Linked DNA regions of Mus musculus: regions 2 and 3 are each linked to region 1. The links are chromatin contacts, called in public Hi-C and HiChIP or PLAC-seq maps. All regions are on one chromosome and are shown on one strand. Each heading gives the region's core, a stretch centred on a gene start, on an enhancer-like site or on the middle of the called end of the contact. The rest is flanking DNA. Distances are from core to core; before and after follow the strand shown.

What was found. Hi-C and Micro-C count contacts between places; a contact is called where the count stands out from the background. HiChIP or PLAC-seq counts read pairs in DNA pulled down with a chosen protein or histone mark.
Region 2: a contact with region 1 is called in a Hi-C map of embryonic stem cells, with 2.1 times the contacts expected there. The contact joins two enhancer-like sites. A contact is called at or near these places in 2 of 15 datasets of contacts at CTCF or cohesin (large pre-B cells and pro-B cells), 9 of 484 Hi-C or Micro-C datasets (bone marrow-derived macrophages, embryonic stem cells and pre-B cells) and 3 of 115 datasets of contacts at active chromatin or transcription factors (all in embryonic stem cells).
Region 3: an H3K27ac HiChIP or PLAC-seq map of embryonic stem cells shows a contact between it and region 1, with 5 read pairs. The contact joins two enhancer-like sites. A contact is called at or near these places in 1 of 39 promoter capture datasets (macrophages), 2 of 484 Hi-C or Micro-C datasets (liver and nephron progenitors), 3 of 115 datasets of contacts at active chromatin or transcription factors (embryonic stem cells and pancreatic cancer cells) and 2 of 9 other capture datasets (adipose tissue and liver).

The regions. Positions count from the first base shown.
Region 1 is chr9:70,175,432-70,178,557 of GRCm38.p6, forward strand. No RefSeq gene overlaps it. Among named protein-coding and RNA genes, the nearest start is that of Gm39476, 17 kb to the left of the region's middle. Within about 2 kb of position 1,715, at least 2 of the 459 cell types and tissues checked have an H3K27ac peak or open chromatin away from gene starts, as enhancers often do. A contact at or near this core is called in embryonic stem cells, where this site is marked.
Region 2 is chr9:70,391,315-70,394,440 of GRCm38.p6, forward strand. All of the region lies in intron 26 of Myo1e (myosin IE), which reads left to right. Among named protein-coding and RNA genes, the nearest start is that of Mir5626, 13 kb to the right of the region's middle. Within about 2 kb of position 1,452, at least 28 of the 459 cell types and tissues checked have an H3K27ac peak or open chromatin away from gene starts, as enhancers often do. A contact at or near this core is called in embryonic stem cells, where this site is marked.
Region 3 is chr9:70,046,436-70,049,561 of GRCm38.p6, forward strand. No RefSeq gene overlaps it. Among named protein-coding and RNA genes, the nearest start is that of Gcnt3, 9.9 kb to the left of the region's middle. Within about 2 kb of position 1,561, at least 74 of the 459 cell types and tissues checked have an H3K27ac peak or open chromatin away from gene starts, as enhancers often do. A contact at or near this core is called in embryonic stem cells, where this site is marked.

The DNA.
Region 1 (3,126 bases), core at 465-2,964:
CACACAGAGACAGAAACATGGTGGGAACCCTGTGAAGAGTTTGGGTCTATGAGGGAGAATTGGGATCCCTTTGTTATGTTTCAGAGGAAGGGGGTGTCTCCTGTAGTCAGACTGTCTTTTATTTCATGGGGGTAGAAGGGGAGGAGGGTATCTTGCATTACCAAGAAGGAATGTGGGACTCTGAGAAAATGGAAGAATGGCAGAACACAGCTGGACTTCCTTGGAGAAGTGAGAGTGGCCCTGCCCTTCTCTAGGAATCCCTGCACACCCGAGGAGTCTAGTAGGGAGTCAGAGATTCACAGGCAGGAGTGTTGGTCAGGAGTGTTCCTTTATAGAAGAAACAGACTCTGCTGATAGGCATGGCCTGAGCCCAGCTCTCTCTGAATTCTAGAGTTTTAAAAAGATATAATTTCTCCTGAAATTATATGTAAGTGAAATTTTAAATTTGTAGCAAGTTGGGGTTTTTGTTTTGTTGTTGTTGTTGTGATGGTGATGGTGGTTGTGGTGGTGTGTGAGAGTGTCCGCGCACGTGTGTGTGTGTGTGTGTGTGTGTGTGTGTGTGTGTGTGTGTGCGTGTGTGTGTGTTATGTGTAGCCAATGATAATCTTGGAACTCCTGATCCTCTACCTCTACCTCACAAGTGCTGACATTGTGGGTGGGGTGCCACAGTGTAGGGGCCAGCAAAATGTCTGGGCAAATCGATTCTACAATTGAACTGGAGAGCTATAAATCTTTGAATGGCTAGGAGAACTTCTAAAAGAGACAACCTTGTGGAGAGTGTAGATATTCTAAATAGATACACTTGTGATCCTCCCTTTAGGTATCAGACTTATTGAATGGTCCCCAGGGAACTAATTCCTCACTCTCAGATGTCTCACCATAGTAGGAGGTGAAGGCTGGAGCCTGCTACCAGGCAGAGGAGGAACTTGTCCCCCAGGATTGTCAGACTATGGTACAGGAGAGACAGGTGATGGGTTGGTGATGGGCGAGACCACACCTTCCTTGCCTGGGATGGCTTAGTTCTGCATTCTTCCTACTTTCCATTCAAGTTGAAGCCTCATGTAGGATGCTGGGGAAGGAGGTGGGGGAAGAGTGTCACGAGGTCCCTTTGTTCTTCCTCTGAATAAACACATCTCCCTTCTTAGCTTCTTACTGTTTCTGTCTTTTCAATTGGCACATTGAGGATGTGGAACTAGGCCTAGCTTGTTAGGGACGCCATGACCCTAACAGTCTTTGACCCTAACAGCTCTGGTAACAGTTTCAGTGAGCCTAGCCCAAAGATACATCACAGGTGTTTGTTAGTGACTTATACAAAGTCTACCCTGGAAGGACAGGAAGGATTGCAGGTTTCCAGAAACTGATGGAAGGAATCTCTTCACCATGGGGACTTTTCTTATTTTCCACTTCAGCCCCCACCAGCTGCCTTTTACCTCTTCTTGAAGAGAAACAGGTATTTAGACTTTGTTTCTTTGACTCTCATGAAAATCTGACCCATGGAAGTTTCTTCTGGACCTTGGGCTTTGTTTTGCACTTGACCTAACAGCAGTTTTCAACCTGTGAGTCTTGACCCCTGAGGGGGAGGTCAAGAGATCCCTTCACAGGAGTCACCTGAGACCACAGGAAAACACAGATATTTACATTACAATCCATAACACTGCAAAATTACAGTTCTGACATAGCAACAAAAGCGATGTTGTGGATGAGGTCGCCACAGCAGGAGGAACTGTATTCAAGAATAGGACCACTCGGGAGGTGAGAACCACTGACCTAGAGGCTCTCCTGAACTGTTTTGTTTCTTTAGACTATTTCAGCATGTGACAGGGAAAGTTGAAGTGTGTTGGTCTTTGGTGGCTGTACTGAGACACAGGGGTTCTGTTCAAACATTTAAGACTGAGAAACAAAAGTCCTGAGGAGAGCCAGGAGGATTGAGTTCGAAGCCATTTTCAGTTATTTGTCAAGTTTGTGGAGGCCAGCCTAGGCTTTTTGGTTTAAAAACAAGAAAACAACAACAACAACAACAAAACTGATCAGACATAGTGGCACAGGCCTTTGTTCCAAGCTCTTGAGGCAGAGGCGGAGGCGATGGGGGAGGGCTGCGGGGGCAATGTGGGGGGCAGGGGCGGGGGGGGGGGGCAGAGGCAGAGGCAGAGGCAGAGGCAGTCTCTGTGAGTTCAAGCTCAGCCTGCTCTTTTCTCTGATTGGATAAATGATCAAAAGACCTTACATAAAAGATAAAATAAAAACTAACAACAACAAAAAAAAAAAAACGGGATATTTTTGTGACACCAATCGTAGAAGACTTTCCTAAACAAATCTATATGTGCTTATGTGGACACAAGTGCAAGTGCCCACGGGGGTCAGAAGATGTGGGATCCCCTGGAACTGGACCTACAGGTGGCTGTGAGCCTGGAGTGTATAAACCTTGGGAAAAAATAATTCTGATTTTGACTCTGGAAAATAGCAAGGATTTTTATTGCGCATGACATCATGAAGCTAACAGACATGTGATAGGCCAGTTGTTTGCAACACCTATAACCAATGATGACTTCACATCCAGGCTGTATAAGGAACATTTACTGATTATCAGCATCAAAAACAAACAAAAGGGGACTAGAGAGATGGCTAGTTGGTTAAGGGTAGGTACTGCTCTTGGAAAGGACCCCAGTTTGGCTCCCAGTATCCAGAGTACCACCTGAGTTGTACCTTAGCTGCTGTTTTACTCTTAAGTGTACTCTTCTAGAAGATTCTCTTCTTGGCTAGTAAGGAGAATATTTACAGCAGCATTGTTTGCAGTAGATAATTCAAGAATACATAATTAGGAGGTGTCCTAGTTTCATTCCTGTTGCTGGAATGAAATCACCTGTCAGAAGCAACTTTGGGAAGGAAACAGTTTATTTGGCTCACAATTCCAGGTTACAGTTCATCGCTGCAGGAAAGTCACAGATGCAGGAACTTGAGACAGCTGGTTCTAACACACCCACAGTCAAGAGCAGAGAAAAACAAAAGCACCCACTCTGCCTGCCTGCTCGCTGCTAATACTCAGCCAGCTTTCTTTACTCTTATACAGTTCTGGGCCCAGCCTAAGGATTGGTATTGCCCACAGTGGGCAGGGTCTTTGAATACTAA
Region 2 (3,126 bases), core at 202-2,701, 220 kb after region 1:
TATTATGAAACTGACATTCTCGGTGTTGTCTCCATTGTCCCAGTGAAGGCTCTGTCTTTATAACACAGTTCTCAATCCTCGAGTGTGTGTGTGTGTGTGTGTGTGTGTGTGTGTGTGTGTGTTGCTGGGGGTGGGGGGTGGGGTGGATATTAGAAATACAAACAACACAAAATAGCAGAGGGGCCAAAATTACCCAAAATTGCACAGACAGTTCAAAACAAATGGAGGGACAGCCTGCTGGTTTTTTTTTTTATTTGATATCTGGATCCAGATGTATTATGTCCATCTCAGTCTGGCCTTGAGCTCACGGAGATGAGATTGTCCTGCCTCAGCCTCCCCAAGTGCTAGAATTACAGGTGTATGCTGTCGAGCCCGGCTCAGAAAAGCATTTTCCAATTTTCATTTTTATCTTTTCATGTGTAAAGATATTTTGCCTGGAGGTGTGTCTGTGCATCGTGTATGTGCCTAGTGTTCTCAAAAGCCAGAAAAAAAGCAGAACTAGCATTACAGTTGTGAGTCACTATGTGGGTGCTGGGAACCAAATCAGGGTTCTCTGCAGGAACAGCGAGTGCTCTTAACTGCTGAGTCATCTCTCCAGCCTAGGAAAGCATTTTCCATGAGGGTGAATTCAGGAAGGGTCTGGTCTCCTGAGCAGCAGGGAGTAATAAAACTAAACAAAAATGCCTAAATTGCAACAGTTGCCAGTTCCTGGGGTTAAATGGCTTCCTTTTTTGTCAACTTGACACAAGCTAGGGTTATCTGGGAAGACAGACCTCAACTGAGAAATTGCTGCTATCAGATTTTCCTTGGAGGCAAGCCTGTGGAGCATTTCCTTACGGACTGATGTCGGCAGGCAGTATACTCCTAGGTGGGTGGGTCCTGAATTGTATGAGAAAGCCAAGTGAGCGAGCTGGTAAGCAGTATTCTTCCATGGTCTTCGCTTGGGTCTTGCCTTGAGTTCCTGCCCTGACTTCCCTTTGTAATAAAGCACAGCCAGAGCAACTTGCTTCTGTCAGTGTTTCATGGCAGCAACGGGCAGCAAACTAGGATACATAGTAAATATACACACCATAGCCAGGTCAGGCTGAGCCACCAGCATGGCTACTCAGAAAGTGTGTGGGACTGGGGAGGGGGACAGAAGGGGACGGGGTGGGGGATGGGATGGGATGAAGCTTGCTTATTTCGTTTGCTAATTTAATTGTAAGTTGGTAAGATTTGGCTTTTAATGACTGTTTCACAAGTCGTTGACACAGTTCCTGAAAGTCTCTGCCATCCGCTCTGCTGAGGACGGAGCCAGCTCTGCTCAGTGGCCCTTCTGCACTGAGTTGGCAGTCACTCTGGCTGGGAGTGGTACCTAAACGACCTCATTAATCAATTTCTGGCAGTGTGTTGAAAGCCATTAGTTCTCCATATTTATTACACAGGATCGCCACCTAGTGACACTAGAGATCGGCTGGGTTCTGGAGGCTTGGGGGCTCTTTCTAGCCTAGCCTGGGTAATGGCAGTTGTGTTGTGACTGGCTGTGCTCTGTGATGCTTCCAGGTCCCTAGACTGCTAAACCCAGGCGTCAGTCAGCTCTTCATCTGCATAGATTCCTTACTGCACACTGAATTCAAGTATAGACCCTGTCTTAAAACCGTAATGAACAATAAAAGAGAGGCAGGTGTTTGAGCAGTTCCCCTGCTTCTTGGGACACGTTCAGCAGCTCCCAGCATACAAGGCCTGGGCCTTTCCAAGGTTCAACTATGCATTGTATAACCCTTGCCCTACCAACTGATTCAAGAGAAGCTTTATGGAGATAGAATCAATCCATTTGAAATGCCCAGTATTATAATTTTAGTGTATTGACAAAGTTGTGCACAATGGCCATAATCTAATTTTAGAATTCTTCCCTCCTCATAAAACCTTCCGACACACAAGGCATAACTTTAATCCCAGCCCTCTGGAGGCAAGTGGATCGAGGCTAGCCTTGTCTACAGAATGAGTTTCAGGGCAGCCAGGGATACATACACACATGAAAAAAAGAAAGAAAGAAAGAAAGAAAGAAAGGAAGAAAGAAAGAAAGAAAGAAAGAAAGAAAGAAAGAAAGAGAAAGAGAGAGAGAAAGAGGAAAAAAAGAAACTTTCCCCTCAACACTGTCCCACCTCACTAACAATCTACGTATCTATGTTGGCTGGTTATAGACATTTTATTTATAAAAACTCATTTATTATTAAGTATTATACTCATGTTATTAATGTGATCATTTTCTTAATTTCATTTTCTTTTTAGTTACACTTACTTATCAGTGTAGTGCATGGAGGGACCACAGCACATGTGTGGCAGTTAGAGAACACCTTTAGGGAATCCGTTCTCTCTTTTTACCATGTGGTGTGGGTCCTGAAGACTAAACTCAGGGCATTAGGCCTCGTGGCAAAGCACCTTCCCCCGCTGAGTCATCTCGCTCACCTCAGTCTCAGCTTTGAGTTTATCTTTGCTAATACTTGGACATAGAACCGATGGTGTGTGACTTTGATGTTGTTTGTTTGTTTGTTTGAAGTTGGTTATTTGAGACAATGTCTCATATAGCCCAGGCTGGCCGAGCCTTAAACTCACTATGTAGCCAAAGATGACCTTGAACTTCTGATCTTCCTGCCTCTACCTCCCCAGTGTTTTATTATGGATGATGGCCATGCACCACTTGGTTTATGCAGTGCTGGGACTTGAGCCCCAGATTTTATACATGCCAGGCATGTGCTCAGTCTACTGAGCCATACTATACCTCGAGCTCCCTAGGTACTGATGATCTTCTATCATCTTGTTGAGCTCCGTTGTGAGCAGCTTTCTAGTGTGTTCCTTGCGTGTGTCCAGGCATGGCTGTTGTCTCATCTTTCACTTCTCTGCACTCTGAACACCACTGATTGTGCTGACTTAGCAGCTGTGGCTCCGAGCCTCCAGCACAGCGCTGTGCAGGCATGGTGAAGGCACACAGCCTTGTTTGCTGCCTCATCTAGTGAGCAGGGGTCCTTACTTCAGCCAGAGCTCACGAAGCAAGGTATCAGTATGGACCAAATGCATCCCGAGCAAGTTCTTCTCGGAGAAGGGAGATGTCTAGTAGATGCTGGGTAGGAAATGATGTCACTGTAA
Region 3 (3,126 bases), core at 311-2,810, 130 kb before region 1:
TATGACTTACAGGGGTGGTGTTGATAAGCACGCCCGGGAGAATGACAGACCACAGAGTTATGATATTTGAGAAGCAATGAGTGATAAACAAGCAAACATAGGTGTGTATGTGTACTAGTGGCTTTTCTTACCTCGGTGACAGAAAGAGAGGTTTGTTTGGGCTCCCAGTTTGGAAGGTACAGCTGTCACGGATGGGAAGACATAGTTGGCTGTGTTGGCTTCACCTGTCATTGTGGGAACTTGGGAACTCTCGTTCCTATCTTGGTGGATCCCAAGAGAACCTTGGGTCTGAACCAGAGGTAGATAACACCTTTCGTGCCATCCCCTAGAGACCCACTTCTGAGAGCTAGGCCACAGTGACAAAATGCCCCACAACCCTTCAGAACAGGGCTAGCTTATGGGGACATATGCTTAGACACTTGTGGAGGTGGGGAGCGGCACAGTTTATATTCAAACCAGAATAGTGTGAGAAGTACCAAAAGGAGCAAGGGCTCCTGTGACCCTGGGACCTAAATTGTCTCCATGGGAGAGTAGAGAGTCTGGAGGGCATCCAAGGAGAACTGGTACTGAGGCCCATACCTGACGGGCACAAGACAGCCCAGCAGACAGCTGGAGGGAAAGGATTGCCAGACCGCAGGCCTACCGACACTGCCTCACCTTCAAAGGCTCGTTTTTGTTTTTGTTTTGTGTTGATTTGTTTTTTTCTTTGTCCCCATGGGTACTTTTTTTTTTTTCCATTTTTTATTAGGTATTTCGCTCATTTACATTTGCAATGCTATACCAAAAGTCCCCCATAGCCACCCACCCCCTCTCCCCTACCCACCCACTCCCCTTTTATGGCCCTGGTGTTCCCCTGTACTGGGGCATATAAAGTTTGCGTGTCCAATGGGCCTCTCTTTCCAGTGATGGCCGACTAGGCCATCTTTTGATGCATATGCAGCTAGAGTCAAGAGCTCCAGGGTACTGGTTAGTTCATAATGTTGTTCCACCTATAGGGTTGCAGATCCCCATGGGTACTTTTGTTAGTTCCTGGTAATGGTCAGGTTCTTTCTGAACGCTGGACCTGCTCTTGAGCCAGTATCTCTCCGTCTGCCTCCTTTGAGCTGCTGGGTAGTTTGTACTTCCACTAGTGGCCTCTTGCCTAGGCTATAGGCAGGCATCTGTCTCTACCATTAAAGGTGAATTGTGTAAGGGAAGAAAGTGACTTGTAGAAAATGACAGAGCTCCATGTAATGGGTTCACCTCAGGCAATGCAGTGCACGTGTGTGTGTGTGTGTTTGTGTGTGTATGTGTGTGTTTGTGTGTCTATGTGCGCATATGCACATGTGTGTGTCTGCATGTGTGTGTGTGTGCACATGCATATGTGTGTGTGCACATGTATGTGTGTGTGTCTGTGTGTGCACATGCACGTATGATACTGGGGATCAAATCCAGGGCCTCTAAATGCTCTGTCTCTAAACTTCACCCTCAGCCCACAAATCAGCTTGGAAGTAGTCTTGCTGGCCTCATCCTCATTGCCTTGGGTGAAATGTGTAATTGTTTAAACGGATGTGCCCTGCCCAGCCCTGGAGGAAGAAAGGTTGAAATGCACTTCAGCCAGGTGTGGTGCCTTGTACATGCAGTCCCTGCATTCCAGAGGGTGAATCAGGATTGCTGGAATTTTTGAGGCATCAAGTTTCAGATGAATCTGGACTATAGTCTGAGACCCTACCTCAAATGAGAGAATGAACAAGCCCTGGACAGCCGACTCCATGGAGCAGCTTGCTGCCAAGGCAATGACCTGAGTTTAAACCCCAGGACTCACAGGGTGGAAAGGAAAAAAAGAAACCCACACGCATGCGACCAGTGATCTTGATAATCATGTCCATAGCAAAGAAAGCAAACAAATCGATCTTAATTGCCTTAAAAGATTTTATTTCCCCCGCTAGGAACTAGTTTCTTTTGGCCAAACTGAAAGAGCACCTTGTCTGCTGGTTAAGCAAGACACTGTCGTGGGCTCTAATTACTTTCCAGCTTGCAGGGAGGGTGACAGAAAGCGTATTGTGACCTGTGCTCAAGAAAATAAAGGCACGAGGCAAGCACTGAGCTGTTACAACACAGGTTGGGTGGAACATTTGATTAACTTGATTGCTGGTTCTCTGTGGGAGAAGAATAAGGAAGGAGAATGTGAAGAAAGAGAAGAAGGAAGAGGAGGAGGAGAAGAAACAGGAGAAGGACAAGGAGGAGGGGGAGGGAAACAGCTAGACAGTGCTGTTAGCAAAGGAAAACAGAAGTGCAACTGGAAGGGCCAGGTGAGGTGGCTCAGTGGTTAAGATTGCTGGCTCCTCTTCCAGAGGATGCAGGTTCGATTCCCAGCACCCACAGGGAGGCTCAGGGATCCATTGCCCTTCTCTGACCTCCTCCTGCACCAGGCACAAGTGGTACATGGATAGACATGCGAGTGAAACATTCATACACATGACAAAGGAAAATCTAAAAAAAACCAAAGTGCAACTGGGAGGTCAGGGGGCTGAAGGGAAACAGAAGGAAAGAGCAGGCAGGATAAAGGATGGGTTATGTGGGCCGGGTGGGGTGGGGTGAGGCAGGAAACCAACCAGGGGCAGGTACCAAAGTTTTCCAAGGGGGAAGCAGGAAGGATCACTGCGGGATGTTGACTGGAGCCAGAAAGCCTCTTGTTAGCTAGCACCCCATTTTTCATGCCTGTGAGTGAGACCTTGGTCTACTGTGTACTTTCCGAAAGGAAATAAATGAGGAACCCAATAATATCCAGGCTTGGAGCCCAGTGTCATTCCAGGAGACCCTCTGTGTGCCAAGCAGGATTAGTCACCTCTACAAGTGTGAGTTCTTGGACAGGGGCTAGATAGCTCAGGGCTAGATCACTTTCCTAGCTTTTGCAAGGCCCTCTGTCCAAGGCTCGGAAAGAGAGTGCCTGTACTCTTTCTAGATTTCCACTCCTGTCATGTGCAAAAACCAAACCTGTGACTCTGAGCCTGAGAGACAGCTGCTTGCTTCTTCTCGACACTCTTGGATCCCGCTGCCCCACATCTTCATCCCAGGAGTATCTTGTCACAGCCACAATTTCAGAATCCTTCAGTGGCAGCAGAGAAAGAAAAAGCAAAAGACCCA